2 separate regions of the Mus musculus genome follow, and region 2 is linked to region 1. Evidence: chromatin contacts called from public HiChIP or PLAC-seq data. All regions are on one chromosome and are shown on one strand. The core of a region is the stretch at or near the end of the contact, and the rest is flanking DNA. Distances in the headings are between cores, read along the strand shown. Region 1 has its middle 62 kb from the start of Luc7l. Region 2 overlaps Ergic1 (endoplasmic reticulum-golgi intermediate compartment (ERGIC) 1).

Evidence for each region. HiChIP or PLAC-seq counts read pairs in DNA pulled down with a chosen protein or histone mark.
Region 2: a FOXA1 HiChIP or PLAC-seq map of pancreatic cancer cells shows a contact between it and region 1. The contact joins two enhancer-like sites. A contact is called at or near these places in 1 of 39 promoter capture datasets (pre-B cells), 1 of 15 datasets of contacts at CTCF or cohesin (the NIH/3T3 cell line) and 1 of 115 datasets of contacts at active chromatin or transcription factors (pancreatic cancer cells).

Annotation. Positions count from the first base shown.
Region 1 is chr17:26,313,144-26,315,843 of GRCm38.p6, forward strand. No RefSeq gene overlaps it. Among named protein-coding and RNA genes, the nearest start is that of Luc7l, 62 kb to the left of the region's middle. Within about 2 kb of position 1,343, at least 5 of the 459 cell types and tissues checked have an H3K27ac peak or open chromatin away from gene starts, as enhancers often do. A contact at or near this core is called in pancreatic cancer cells, where this site is marked.
Region 2 is chr17:26,595,952-26,598,651 of GRCm38.p6, forward strand. All of the region lies in intron 1 of Ergic1 (endoplasmic reticulum-golgi intermediate compartment (ERGIC) 1), which reads left to right. Among named protein-coding and RNA genes, the nearest start is that of 1700049J03Rik, 31 kb to the left of the region's middle. Within about 2 kb of position 1,445, at least 94 of the 459 cell types and tissues checked have an H3K27ac peak or open chromatin away from gene starts, as enhancers often do. A contact at or near this core is called in pancreatic cancer cells, where this site is marked.

The sequences.
Region 1 (2,700 bases), core at 93-2,592:
CCATCTGTAAACACCAAGGTGCCTTCAAGGAGTGGAGTCTTGGAGGTAACTTTGGGGAAAATTAAGGAGTGCGACTTTACAAATTGTATAAGGGGGTCATTTGGATAATGATTATCTATAACAAAGGAGGCACAGGCTTTGGCCCAATCATCATTAGACTGAAGAAGCCATTCAACTTGTCTGAGGTGTAAGGGATAATGATAATATCAGGATCTTTGTCAAAATATTGTCTGGACATTTTTCTTCCTTTGACGATTAGGGCGGCAGACAAGGAATAATAGGTTGCCAAGACCTTACTTGGACTCGAGGGGAGATATACACATAACAAAGGACACCCCTTTATTACGGGAATCCGGGGCTGCTGTCAGAAGACCCCCACTGGGTATGTGTGGTAGCACAGACAATGAAATAAAGTGAGGCAGGGTAATAAATTTGAAATGAGGTTTGGGAAGGTATGGCTTGACTTATCTGCTGCAGGGCTGAGATGGCTTGTTGCATAAGTGCTCGGGAGGTGAGGGTGGGGGACAAAGGATGGGAGTCTCCTGAGAGGAGTTCATTGAGGGGAACTAGAACCTTGGGAGGAATCTTTAGATGGGGTGATCAAACTGGAGGTTCCTGAGCAACTGTTGAAAATCATGTAAAATCTTAAGGGAGGAAAGTTGAAGCTCAGTCTTTGGGGTTTGACCTGTCCCAACTCGAGCTCATATCCCAGATAGGAATAAGGGTCTTTTATCTGAATCTTTTCAGGGGCAATTTTAAGTCCCTGTGAACTTGGCGTTTTTTGAAGTTGCTGAAGACGTGAGAAGGCCTGTTGCTTATTAGGGGCTGCAAGCAGAATGTCATCCATGTAATGAAGTATGTATATTTGTGGCCAAGCATTTCTAACAGGTTGGATTACATGGACTACATATTTCTGAGCTAGGGTAGGGTTATTTGCCATGCCCTGAGGGAGGACTCGCCACTGAAAGTGGTCCATGGGTCCCTGGAAATGAATTTGAGGAAGGCCAAATGCAAAATGATGACAATCATCTGGATGAAGGGGTATGGAGAAAAAGCAATCTTTTAAATCAATAACAGTTTTAAAGAAGTTTGCTGGGATGGCGGCAGGAGATGGAAGATCAGGCTGTAGGGCTCCCCATAGGAATCATAACTTTGTTAACAGCACGGAGATCTTGTAAGAATCTCCACTTGCCAGACTTTTTTTTAATAACAAAAATTGGGGTGTTCCAGGGGGGAGGAAGATGGTTCAATGTGACCAGCTGCCAACTGTTCCTGCACTATTTCGCAGCTGCCAGTTTCTCTTGAGTCAGTGACCATTGATCAACCCAGACGGGGGCAGTGTTGTTCCAGGAAATTTTCTCTGCGTGAGTCTGGGGAGCAGGCATGGCCGTGACTGTTAGGAAAAAGGCTGTGGCTGGGATTCCAAGCCTCGCCAGTCAGATTTCTGTGTCAAAGTCAAAGGTTCATTTATGCCCTGTGCTTGTCTTCCTAATCCTTGTCCTGGTAGGAATCCCTGGGTCAGCATTTGTTTTGTCACCCCTTCATTGGTGAGACTACCCCCAGAGATTGACTGGTAAATCAGGATTCACACAGGCGACTACAGTGCCTGAATTTCCTTCTTGATCTGCTCACCTAAGGGTCTGAGCACTGCCTTGAGGGTTTTTGGAATGTCCAATCCCCTGTAAATGGGTGGCTGAATCGGTCAGCTGCAGGCAGCCAGCGAAAACCTGTCAGAAATGACAGTGGCATCAGCTCCCCAGTTTAAAAGTCCTTGGAATGTTTTTCCATTTAAATCCAAGATTAGCATGGAGCAAGAGGAAGTAATCTTTTGGGCCCAAAAGGTCTCTGCTATTCCCCTCTTGCCTGGGGCCCTGGTGTCTTTATGGTAGGGATTTGTAGTAGAGACACTGGGAAAAAGCAACACTTGGGCAATGGTCTGTTGTGCTGGTATAAACACAGGACCACCTGTGGTACTTACAAGAATCTGAATTTCTCCCTGATGGTCGGGTTCTATAACTCCAGGTATGATCTGGATTCCCTCTAAGGAAAATGAAGCTCTTCGTAGAACCATACCAAAAGTATTTGGGGGTAGGGGGCCGTGTATGCCTGTAGGCATGACCTGAATGCCCTCCTCAGGGGTGCTGGAGGTGGCACAGAGATCCAATCCTGGGCTGTTTTTTGTAGCTCACTAGAGTTGGGCAAAGGACTGGGTGTGCGATGAGAAATCTGCTGGGGGCGGGGCACGACAAACCCTATTTCCCTGGGGCCTGTCCTGGGGGGTGGAGGTGGGGGCTGGAGGCCCCCTCAGGAAGTTTCCCAAATGCCGTGGCAGTAAGGGTCGTCCCTGGCTGGCTGTTTTGGATCTACACTCATTGGCCCAATGTCGGCCCCTATGTTAGTAGGGGCACAGGGTGGTCAGTAATGCCTGTGCAGGACCAGCTTCTCCCTGGCCCTCAACGGGAGGTCTCCGACTCTGGTGGTGATGGGGAAGGAAGTGGCCGGGTTGTTTACAATTAAAGCAAGTCTTTTGAGAGTTACATAAACCCGCCCTCTGAAGGGCGGTGCCAATCACTAAGCTAATGGTGTGGCTCCTTTTGGCGCCTGGACAAAGGTGGACATACTCTGCCAGTGACTTAGAGCGGTGGTGTTTGAGAATATCTTGGCAAATAGGATTGGCATTTTCAAAAGCAAGCTGTTTAA
Region 2 (2,700 bases), core at 195-2,694, 280 kb after region 1:
CTCAAGCTCAGTAGACGTCATTCACTTCCAGGTTAAAACCTTCATCTGGTCTTTTTATCCAGACCCAGCCAGACTCGCCCTTCAGTTACTTCCCAAGATCACAGAATGCTGTCCAAAGGTTTTCTCAGCAACACTGAGCCCAGTGACAGACCCAAAGGACGTGCAGACTCCACTCAAGGGCACCTTCCGAAGCTATTCCTACAGGCTACCCTCCCCAGTGCCCTCCTGAGTATGAGAAATACTATCCCCAGGCCCCACCATCCAGCCCCTGTTTGTTGGTTTTAAACCTGTTGGAAGCCCGCCCCTGGCAGGAAGCCACAAGCATGAGAATCTAGTCCAGGAATAGCGCTCCCTGCTCAGCATTTAAATGCTGCTGTATTTTTACCCCATGATGGGTCACTTTTGAAAGCCCTCGCTCATGTTCTCTCCCTCTAAGAATACATTTCCATTTATAGCGTCTGTCCAGGGGGTGTGGGGCTCAGGAGAGCATCCTGTTTCACTTCAGGGGATTCCTGTTCACCAGCAGGAAACCTGAATCCAGGCCAAGCCCCAGGTGTCTTTCTACTTCCAGGGTCTGAGCTAATCTGACTGTTACAGGCTGGGAGACAGGTGGGGGTTCGGGCCGCTTGCCAGCTCTGTACTGCCTGGGTCTCCAGGCAGTACAGCATTGTGGTTCTGCCGCTCTGGGGTACTCTTTCTCCTTCATTCACCCACCAAATGCTCACAGCTTTCTGTTAGCACAGGTTCTGTAAGGGTACAGGAGGACCATGCTGAGCAGGGGCAGTGAAGGCCCTGGAGGGGTGAAAACAGTTAGGGTGTGGTTGGGAAAAATTATCGCTTTGGTTCCTCGTCAGGCTCCAGTCCCCATTCAGATTCTGTGAGCCTAGACAAGTGATTTGGCTTCTGTGAACCTCCTGCATTTGTTAATGGTGTTCCCTGGGTGGTGGGCAGGATTAAGCAAGATAGAAACAATCAGGTGTCTAAGTAGTAGTACCTGGCCCAGGAGGTGGGAGTGTGTGTGTGTGTGTGTGTGTACCCTAGGCCCCTCCCATATCCGACTGTTGACTAGGGTAACTCAGGTGGGTTTAGGCTGAAGGTCTTATGAAGGTGGGTGTCTGTTGTTCTCAGAAATGGGTGTGTGCTATCTCAAATGCCTGAGCCCCTCCTGAACAGCACTTAGTGACCCTCAGCCCACCTTGCAGTCAAGCCCAGCATCTGAGAATCTGATGGTTTCCTGGAAGATTCTGAGGGAGTGTGTATGGACCCCACTTGGAGGTGTGCCACCCCTCCACCCACCTTGCACTTGTCTCTCGGGGCCTCTGTGGGGTGCCTGAGGATCTGGGTCTCACAGTGTAGCCCAGCGGTGGAGTCAGGCAGTACACATGTAACTGCAAGCAGAGAGGGAAGAAAAGAGTGGAGAGGAGTGACACAGAGCGGTGGCTGCCTTCCCGGAAGGTGATGTTGGAATGCAGGCCTAGGTGAGAGAGTGAGCCATGCTACCGCACACTCCAGATACAGGAAGTTTTGTTTACAGAAGGTTGTTATTGGTTCAGAAATATTGATTGGAAAATTGTAGCCGTGATTCGTGTTTTAAACAAGTCCCAAGTAGCATAATGAATCTGTCACCCTAAAGTCTGAGTGTCCCTCTGTCTAGAGCATTCACCCGTGTACTGACAGCCCACTATCACTTAGTGGTCACCCTAGTCATCTGACTCAGTGTCGTGGTATCACGGGGTCTGTTGCAGTTAACCATTATATTTTTAATAATGGCACTAAAACTCATGAACAGTGACAGTATAATGTTATAACATTCTGTTCATTGCTGCTGGCGTCTTCCTGTGGCTGCTTTATAAATTCAATTTCTCAGAGCTATGCTTAGGAAAGGGTACCTGGTTTCAGGGACTCACAGGGTGTCCTGTGGGCAGGGAGACTGCAGAGGGTGGGGTGGGGGTGGGGAAACACGTGCCCAAGTTGTCCCACTGATGCACGGAAGTAAGAAGACTTCTTACTTCTGTATCTTTTATGTTTTATCTGTCAAGAGAACCCAAGTGGAAGTGGCTGAATATGTTTTGTTTTTCTAATGTAACATAAGGACTGGAGATGTTAGCAGTTGTGGGTTTTGCTCCAGTAGCCCAAGGATGCCAGCGACTTTGTCTCTGCTGCCTCAGCCCTGGGTGTCACATCCACATCTAAGATGGGAGGGTAGCAATCAGGATAGTGTAGTTAGAGCAAGGAACACCTGGCCCTTTGAGTCTATAATCTAAAGTTCACAGTCCTACAATACTTCATAGCAAATGTCATTGGCTGGGCTGCTGGAGACATGGCCCAGTGTAGCATTAAGGTGCCTGTCAGGCAAGCCTGTGGTCCTGAGTTTGAATCCCCAGCATCCATTGAAAAACTGGGTGTAGCAGCATGTGTCTACAACACTAGCCCTGGGGTCAGAATAAAACTAAGAGAATCCCTGGGGCACCCTGGCTGACCTTGGTAGCCTAAGAGAACCCCTGGGACACCCTGGCTGGCCTTGGTAGCTGAGGAGATGAGCACCAAGCTCAGGTTGAGCTGTATCTCAAAAAATTAAGGTGGTGAGGGATCAGGAAATGTACTTGCCACCGTCTTTTTCCCCATCATCTCTTGATTTATGATGGAGATCTTGTCACTTGTTCTGTAGAGTTCCCCATGATCCAGAGGTGGTTTTCTAAG